2 separate regions of the Gossypium hirsutum genome follow, and region 1 is linked to region 2. The links are chromatin contacts, called in public Hi-C maps. All regions are on one chromosome and are shown on one strand. Each heading gives the region's core, a stretch centred on a gene start, on an enhancer-like site or on the middle of the called end of the contact. The rest is flanking DNA. Distances are from core to core; before and after follow the strand shown. Region 1 holds the start of LOC107949236 (GDSL esterase/lipase At1g54790). Region 2 has its middle 17 kb from the start of LOC107913069.

The links. A called contact is a pair of places that touch in the nucleus more often than the background predicts.
Region 1: a Hi-C map of leaf shows a contact between it and region 2, with 6 times the contacts expected there. The contact joins the promoter of LOC107949236 here to the enhancer-like site in region 2. A contact is called at or near these places in 13 of 34 Hi-C or Micro-C datasets (anther, callus, hypocotyl and 3 more).

The regions. Positions count from the first base shown.
Region 1 is chrD08:11,099,530-11,103,933 of Gossypium_hirsutum_v2.1, reverse strand. It overlaps LOC107949236 (GDSL esterase/lipase At1g54790), which reads left to right and starts at 2,705. Exons shown (of 5, transcript XM_016883981.2): 1 at 2,705-2,999; 2 at 3,074-3,274; 3 at 3,354-3,523; 4 at 3,625-3,895; 5 at 3,964-4,279. The coding sequence starts at 2,759. The coding sequence ends at 4,220. LOC107949227 (sm-like protein LSM2) reads right to left here and starts at 1,371. Exons shown (of 3, transcript XM_016883974.2): 1 at 1,136-1,371; 2 at 832-990. The coding sequence starts at 1,138.
Region 2 is chrD08:11,016,947-11,021,409 of Gossypium_hirsutum_v2.1, reverse strand. No RefSeq gene overlaps it. Among protein-coding and RNA genes, the nearest start is that of LOC107913069, 17 kb to the right of the region's middle. Within about 2 kb of position 2,364, at least 2 of the 9 cell types and tissues checked have an H3K27ac peak or open chromatin away from gene starts, as enhancers often do. A contact at or near this core is called in hypocotyl and leaf, where this site is marked.

The DNA of each region.
Region 1 (4,404 bases), core at 1,456-3,955, 82 kb before region 2:
TTACATTTAACCCAAGGTTTCACATTCGTCTTTACCCTTTTTGGCTTTATTTCGAACACCTTCAACAGGCTACAATGGAAAAGCTCATGAGCAAAGCCTCTATCAAATGTCCTAACAGATTGATAAGTGACTCCCATCTTGGGACGCACCCTACCTTAGCTAGCTAATCCAAGAACGACGAATTTAACTTGATATTTTAGGATTAAAGGGTTTTGTTCTTCTCGATAAACAAGATCATCTAAACGTTGAATTTCAAAAATTCCCATTACAGTAAACTACTTGAAATTTTCATCTACAGATAAACCCTAGAAGTAAACTTTCACTGACAACAGGGCAGAGAAATACCGTTTATGCAAAGCAGAATAGAAAAAAAGAACAATTGCTGATAACAGAAGAACAGAAATCTTTTTTAGGCTCATCGTTTCTATACTATTGGAGGATTAAAACAACGTGAACTACTAACTAGTTAACAGAGAATTCATGAAGCAGCTACATTGGAACGAATTAAAGTGGTAGATATTCAGTACAAAATCAGATACAAAATAAAATTCAAATAAACAATCAGAAAGGGAAGGCAGGGCATACAAGAAACCGAATAAACCCTGAATTCAGCTTCAATCATGCCCCCTGTTTAAAAAGAAGAAGAAGAAGAAGAAAAAGGCAGATTGGGGCGAAAGAAAAGTAGGAACGTAGAATACCCAAATCATTTCTTCCAAGTAACGACTAAAATGAAAAGAAAGGAAAAAGAAACCCTAGCTTTTGTTAGACAAGCTAAGTAATTCGTTCATAAATACCCATGAAAAAAAGAAAAGGAAAGGAAAAGGGGAATACCATGTGAGGATACTTGTCTTGATCGACAACCCTAGTATTCTCGAGCTTGATATTGAGGTATTGATCAACGGAATGAAGGGTTCCTCTGATAGCCAAATCGTTCTTCAGCTCCACCGTCACTTCTCTTCCCACCAAGTCTTTGAAATACGAAAAGAACAACTGCACCAATCATAATAAAAAAAGAAATAATAAATCAAAAGGACGCCCATTGGAGAACGAATAGAAGAACACAGTTACGAACTCAATTGAATGAGAACAAACATATGTCATATGAAGGTTTGGGAGGCCCCAAAAAGAAGAATACCATGATTTTGATTCCTCTGCGTAGAAGGAGAGGGGAGGGGTTTCTGGGTTTGGCTTAGATGCGATGAAAAAGAAAACTTGATGGAGCGGAGAGCCGACTATTCAATTACTTATTTTAGTAGCAATTGAGTTTCGTTGGTTAGCCAGTAATGGCCGCTTACTCGAGCTCTCATTTTGGGCCTTGAAGCACTGCATCAGCTATCCATACAGCATGGACTGTGGCCTTATAATTTTACTCTTGGGTTCCAAACTCAGCTCAAATCCTCATCTAAATATATTGCTAGCTGGTCAAGTAAAAAAACACCTTCATATATTGTATAAAAGATGCAATTTTGTCATTGTAGCTCGTTTCCTTTAATTAAACAAGTACAGTTCTAGACTTAGCTTACATTTTAGCTGTTGTTCTTTCTTTGGGGTAATCTCCCCTTCTCCCATCATTTCTCCCTAACTTAAATCTCTCTGTTCCTTTGTGAGTAAATCCTGTAAGAGCCAACTTTAAGGCTGAAACTGTACTTCTTGCATGAAAAGTTTGATAAAAACAAGGATCTTTTTTTAAAATTACTAAATGAAATTAATATAACTATATATAATGACCCTCTTAAGCATTTTACCAAATTCTTCTCCAAACATTTGGATCAAGTTCATAGGGGTGAGCATCCAACCGAATCAAGTTGAGTTGAGTAAAAAAAATTTGAATTTATGAATTCTATTTTATCATCTTAACTTGATTTGAATTTCTTTCGAATTAAATCTAGTAAAATGTGATTTGAATCAAATAAATTTGTTCGAGTTAAATTAAAAAAATTAAACCGACCATATTGAAATCTTGTCGACCATATGACTAAATTCCAAGTTAAAGAACATAAATATAATGTGTATTTCAAAATTCTTTTAAAACAAAATAAAAGAAGAAAACAAGATAATTAGTATGATAAACTTGATTTGATAATTTACTTGTTTAATGCAAAAATATATATAATTTAGTATTTTTATATTTTTAAAAGATTTTTAGTATTTTTAATACTTATTTATAAAATTTTTGGAAAGAAATATTTTACAAACATTTTGGATTTTCTGAATATTATTTTGAATTTTTAGTATTTTTTAGAGGAATCAATTTGCATATTTTTGAAATTGTCAAGGACTCTGGGGATATTTTCATTAATTTGTTATTTAAGTTATTCGAATTATCAAGTTGTAAAATTACTTATTCGAGTTGATTCGATTTGATTAACTTGAAATTCGAAACAGGAGGATTAAAACTTTTAACTTACCACTAAATATGATAATAAAAACATGGAAGGAAGAGAGAAGCAGGAAAGGTGTTTTGTTTTGTTTAACAGAGATAATATATGTCCAAATCCTTTGTTCACGGATTAACTTCGGGCATATAAGACATCCTAGCATTACATATTAGCCATGAAGTGTTTTAATAAACTAGTGTTGTCGGAGTTGAAACTTGAGGTTAAATAAAATTGACCCTTCATTTAATTTTCACTTTAATTCAACTACAAGAAATCTACATCCTACCAACCTTTTTATAATCACGTGTCCTGCCAGTATAAGGAAATCAAGACTATTGTTTGCTTTTGCCAAAGATTTTGTCACTGCTCCCCCCATTTCCATGGCTCTTCTGTATATTCTTCATTCCCTTTTAAAACTAGCTTTCCTTTGTTCCTTTTGGCCTACTGTTATCCCCTTGAGTTTAAATTATCCGGCGGTGTTCAACTTCGGTGACTCGAATTCCGACACGGGTGGATTAGTTGCCGGAAAAGCTTTTCCCATGACACAATTTAATGGGGAAACTTACTTCCATGAACCCTCTGGCAGATTCTGTGATGGTCGCTTGATCATTGATTTTCTAAGTACCTCCATTTCCTTCCATTGCATTCATATGATCCACATTAAGTTTCTGATTTTATTTTTTATTTTTTGGCAGTGGAGGCAATGGAGCTTCCTTACATGAACCCATATTTGGAATCTGTTGGCTCTCCTAGTTTTCAAACAGGGTGCAATTTTGCTACAGGAGGATCTACCATTCTTCCTGCAAATGCGGCTTCAACAAGCCCTTTTTCCTTTAATCTTCAGTTATCTCAATTCTTCAGGTTCAAGAATCGAGCTCTTACATTGCTTTCTAAAGGTACCTCTGTTCATATCATTGGACAAGCTTCTATGTTTTTTTGGGACAAGTTGAAAATGGTTCTTGTTTTTTTTTTCAGACAAGGAGCTTCAGAATTATCTCCCTGCGGAAGATGATTTCAACAAGGCCCTTTACATATTTGATATCGGCCAGAACGATCTCGACGGCGTATTCTACTTTCCGGCATCGGATGAACAAGTTGTTGCTTTCATTTCAAAGCTTATGTCAGAACTCAACTATGGAATGAAGGTTCTGTTCTCTCTAGCCCTGTCTTAAATCAACACTGAAAGTATTATACTAGTTCTAGTTCAGATGAATAACTATGATGCTTTGTATTTTTCTTTTGTCAGAGATTATATGATGCAGGGGCAAGGAATTTCTGGGTTCATAACACAGGTCCCCTCGGATGCTTGCCGAGAATCATCGCTACGTTCGGGAAAAAACCGTCAAACTTGGACGAACACGGCTGCGTTGCTTCACACAACCGAGCGGCTACCGTTTTCAACAAGAAACTCCACGATATGTGCCTACAGTTCTTAGCACATTCGCCTGAAGCTAACATCACTTATGTCGACATTTTCTCGATAAAGCTGAACCTCATCTCAAACTATTCTCTATACGGTAAGCAAGCCATTAATCATTTTTTTTCTTTCAATGTTTTACTCCAATCGATTCGGATTTGCTTTCAGGATTCCAGCAACCATTAGCAGCATGTTGTGGTTACGGTGGGCCGCCATTGAATTTCGACACTAGGATTGCTTGTGGTGTAACCAAGGATCTGAACGGGAGCATTGTGACAGCAAATCCATGTAATAATACAGCTGAGTATATAAACTGGGATGGGACTCATTACACTGAAGCTGCAAATGGATTTGTTGCAGATGAAATACTAACAGGAAACTACTCTGATTCACCTCATTTGAGGAATTCACCATTTCTTACCTGACCAAATCAATTTGTATTAGATTTGTACTCTTTTTATTGATTATGATCACAGTTTTCATATGACAATGGGAAGAATATAGATGAAATTATGGGCAAAATGTGTTTAAAGAAAGACAATTTGTTCTGCAGAAAACCAAAAGGGTTCATTGAAAGAGTTATAGTTTGATCGGTACTGAATCTGTGTA
Region 2 (4,463 bases), core at 1,115-3,614:
AAATTTAAAAGTGGGATGTCTAGAAACAAAACTCTGATTATATTATATAAATAGAGTTGAAAGAGGTGGTCTTTAACCAAACACCAATACACATCCAGGTTCTATCATATGCCTTACTTGTGAAACGAATATTATTGAAGAAATTAAGATTATAAACAAAACCAAAGGCTGTCTGGTCTGGAACCCAATAGTAACATTGACACTTAACAATAATAAAACTCAACATTTAAGGAAGTTTCGATGTCCATTCATCTTAAGTAACTCGGCATGTTCACCTTTTTCAAAGGACAAATTTTTTTTACTGATTTTTCTTTTTTTACTTTCACAAGTTCATAATTTTCAAAACCCAGATACTGAATCTGATACCCTTTATATTTCTCATCACCACCAAAGTCATCAAACTTTTGCTTCCTTTTCTCTCCCTTTCATCATGAAGAACATCTATGAATGTATTGGTTTGTCAAAAAAAGAAAAGAGAGAGAAATGATTTGCACTTTGTAAGCTGTGCTTTTTGGTTTAGATTCTGGTTTATGGGGATAGGGAAAAAGAAGGGAATTTGATCCTGGAATCTTGATCTATGGCATCAGTTTGAAAAATATGACAAAAGTGATCCCTTTTTAACATGAGGCATTATTAATTAAGAATCATAACCTAAACTTGCCGTCTAAATTCTTCAATTTTAACACATTAAGCCTAGCTTTGTTTTGCACATGATACACGGCAATTGATATAATATTATACGCTACCTGGTTTTAAAATAATATGATAATTCTTTCCCACTTTCCTAAGTGAATTTATTAAGCTTTCGGCCAAGTATAAAACTGCTGTGTTTGCTCAGCTATCTTAAACAAGCATCTCTTGCCATTCCATCACCAAAAAAACCCTAGTAAAAACACTTGTCCATTTCGTATCATATCAATGGAAAAGAATCAAAGCAGTTGCCCCAAAGTTGTGTTTGAGAAGATCTTTAGGTCAATCACTTTGGGTCCTGCTTTCACTACAATTCGTCGCATCTCCAACCGCCAACAAACACCATCTTCAACAGCTCGAAATTCACCACAGCCACCCAAACCTTCGAGTAAACAAGGATCGGAAGTTCCCATCAAGTTCGACTATGCCACCGCCCCACCAACCGAGAAACCAAAACCAGTTGCTTCAGTTGGTAATGCTCATCAGCTGGGAGGAAGTAAGTTGAAGCCTAGTGTAGCAAAGGGTAATGGGAAAAGCCAAGTCCAAAACCACGATGATATATTTGCTAAATTTATCCATGAAACAAGGCGGAAGATCACGTCACCGGAGCCGGACAACGGTGAGATTTCCCAGAAAGTGGGTGGACATGGACATGGTAGTGGTCGAAAGGATCATCACTTCTCGGATTACATAAAACAGACTAAAAGGAAGATCAAGAGCACCTTGAGCAGCAAGGATAGAAGTGAGTCTTTCTTCAAGTGATTCAAATTTGACATGAACAAGGTGGAGATTCTATCCTATATATGTACCAACTAAAAAGGTATGATAAATAAACATTGATTATATTGTTTTGTGTGTGCCTTAATTCAGTTGATTCATGTGTGTAACAATGGTCTCTTTCTATGATTCTATCTCATTGTTATTGTTGTATGTATGTTTCTCACTCAGTATATACATCCCCATCGCCTTGTCTATTCTACTTCTCATTGGTTTAATAATTATACTCGTGCTTTCTTCTTTTAGCTTTGATTATGATTTTGTACTGGGATGGAAAACATAAGGGACCAAATGAAGATAAATTTGTATAGAAGCTCCTCGTATTATGCATTTTTAGCAGACTTAATCCTTCTACTATAATCTCATCGTTTTTAATCCATCAATTTTCCAAAATGTGAATTCCATTCTGCACCGTTTGGAACATGAATTTGGAAATCTGTATTTCTATTTCATTATTATGTAAATGGTAAGAATGAAATTCATAGATTATGAACAAATTAATTGAAATTTAGCATAAAAACCTAAATTTGTCAAATCCAATAATATTTTTAGAATTTTAAATTCATTAATAAATAATCATTTATTTTTAAATAGATTATTTGAAACTCTAAAATTCAAGTTCCCAAAATAATTTTAGATGTTTTTTTTAAATAAAAACAAAAAAACAAAAGGTCACCAGACCATAACATTTTTTGTACAACTGGACAACCATTCTTTTTTATAATAAAGCAGCCACATGATTGAAAATATACATGAGAAACTAAAAATGATTGAAATTATAACAGAAATACTAAAATTATATAAAAAAAATGCATTAAGACAGAGAATGGGCCAAAGGGTATATACAGAACAACATTCTTGGATTTTTGTGGCAGCCATTTATTATCTTGTCCAAATCTCTAACTCTATGTAGGCCTGGACTGCATCATCAGGGCTCAACCCTTCTTTTAAACCACAGCCTCTGAATCATGATGGTAGTGTTTTCGAGTTTCAATGCCAACACTAGAATCAATAGTTTTATGCCACATCAGTAATTTTACTACGAATTTTAAGATTTTAATTTGGATTTAATTTTTTTTTTTAAAAATACATATGATGTGGCGTCACTGTTTCATACAATCTTTTCCCATAATAATTAAAAGCCAACTCTACCAATAAAAAGAAAATAGAAAAAGAAGTTTAAATTACTGTTTATGAAATTATTAAAATTATATCGAATTATTATTTTATTAAAATGAATCTAATGTAAGATCCGAATAAATAAATAATCATGAATTCCAACACTAATTTTTTCAACAATAGTCCCAAGATCATAAGTCATATAAGGAAGCAACAAAATAATAAAGATCGAACCTCTGATGTAGGATCTTTACATTTAGAGAACTTCTAATAAGCCACAAACACCGTAAATATGAAATTTGTTGAAGATTTGTGTATATTGAGATTTCTGAAAAACTCTCTCTCACTCTTTTTAATCTCACTAGACATGGTTAATCTAAAAATATAAAATTATTTAATTTTGTATAATAAAATAAACTCATACATGTAAAAGTGGGTAATGTGATGTGATAGAATTGAGGTTTCGTACATAGGCAGACAGTTGAAGTCCAATTGACGTGCTATTTTCATGGAAGCTACAAACTTTATAATGTACTGTTAACTCACATTGGCAATATTACATATGCATGGTACGCATTAGACAACTATCTTTATCAAACCCAAGCACTTGCCTTTCTTTTATTTGTTAAAAGCTCCTTTGTCCCACGCCCTTTTTTTTTTTTTCTTTTTTATGGAAATTTCTATCTGCCATTTTTAATTTATTTCTTCATGTTCTTTTGTTTATTTTTGTCATATTGCTCATCCAATGTCGGTGGCGGATCACGGCGTTGAGATTTTTTGAGGGGTTTAACTTAAATTTTTAGAATTTTTTTACTATTTTTCAATTTTAATAGAAACATGATAGAAATTACTAGAAAGCATTTAATATTTTTTATCAAATGTATTTACTTATATTCTTTATCATATGTCGTACGTTTACTGCCAAATTTAATTTATTCCCTTTGGCCTTGTGTTTCAAACTTTTTTTCTCTCTTTTTCACCTACTTTTGTTTAGTTTTATCATATTGTTCATCCAACTGTCTGGATCTTAACGTTAAGATTTTTTGAGGGGGTTTAACTAAATTTTGGGGTATTTAATGTGAATTTTTTCTTTTTAGATCTAACTAAAACTTTCACATTTTTTCGAAGTCTGATGAAAATCGACAAAAAAATTGAAGTAACTAATTAAATTTTTTTTAAAAATTTCAAAAATAATTGATGATCAATCGAAATTTTTCAAAAAATTTGGGTGGCCCAAGTCCCCCTCATCCCTCAAGACCGTCTGCCTCTGCTCTTACAAACCAGCTTGGGGTTTAAGATGATGATGAGAAGAAGAAGAAGAAGCAGCTTTGGATTTAAACCTTGTAATCAAGCGAGTGCGTTGGTTTTGGATTAGTTGAATTGGGTCAAATCAAGGTTTAAAGTTTTTAGGTTATTTTATATAGGTTTTTTTTGTGAAAAAAAAAAGACAAATTATATCAAATCGATTGCATAAAAGCATTATTCGCTTTATATTCTTGTAGAACTTCTAAGATTTTCTTAGAAGCCTCATAAAAAATCTGTAAGCTTGACTCTCACTTCAGACTAAGTTTAGCCAATGGATCCGTAATCAAGTTGTGTTCTCTAGGCACATGTTAGAGCCTTCATTGCCATTCAGCTCTCATAACTCGTTGAGCCTTTTTAAGCACAATGATACTTAAATCCTCTAATCCAAAATCATTTGAAGCCTGAATTACCTCAAGATTATTAGTCTGAATTGTGACCCGTTTGTACCCTATATTTTAAATTTAATTCATTTTGTGTTTAGGTCGATTTCAAATTTGAATCATTTAAGGTTATAAACATTTCATATTTAGTGATTCTGATTTAATTTAATACAAGAATATTTTGAATTAAAT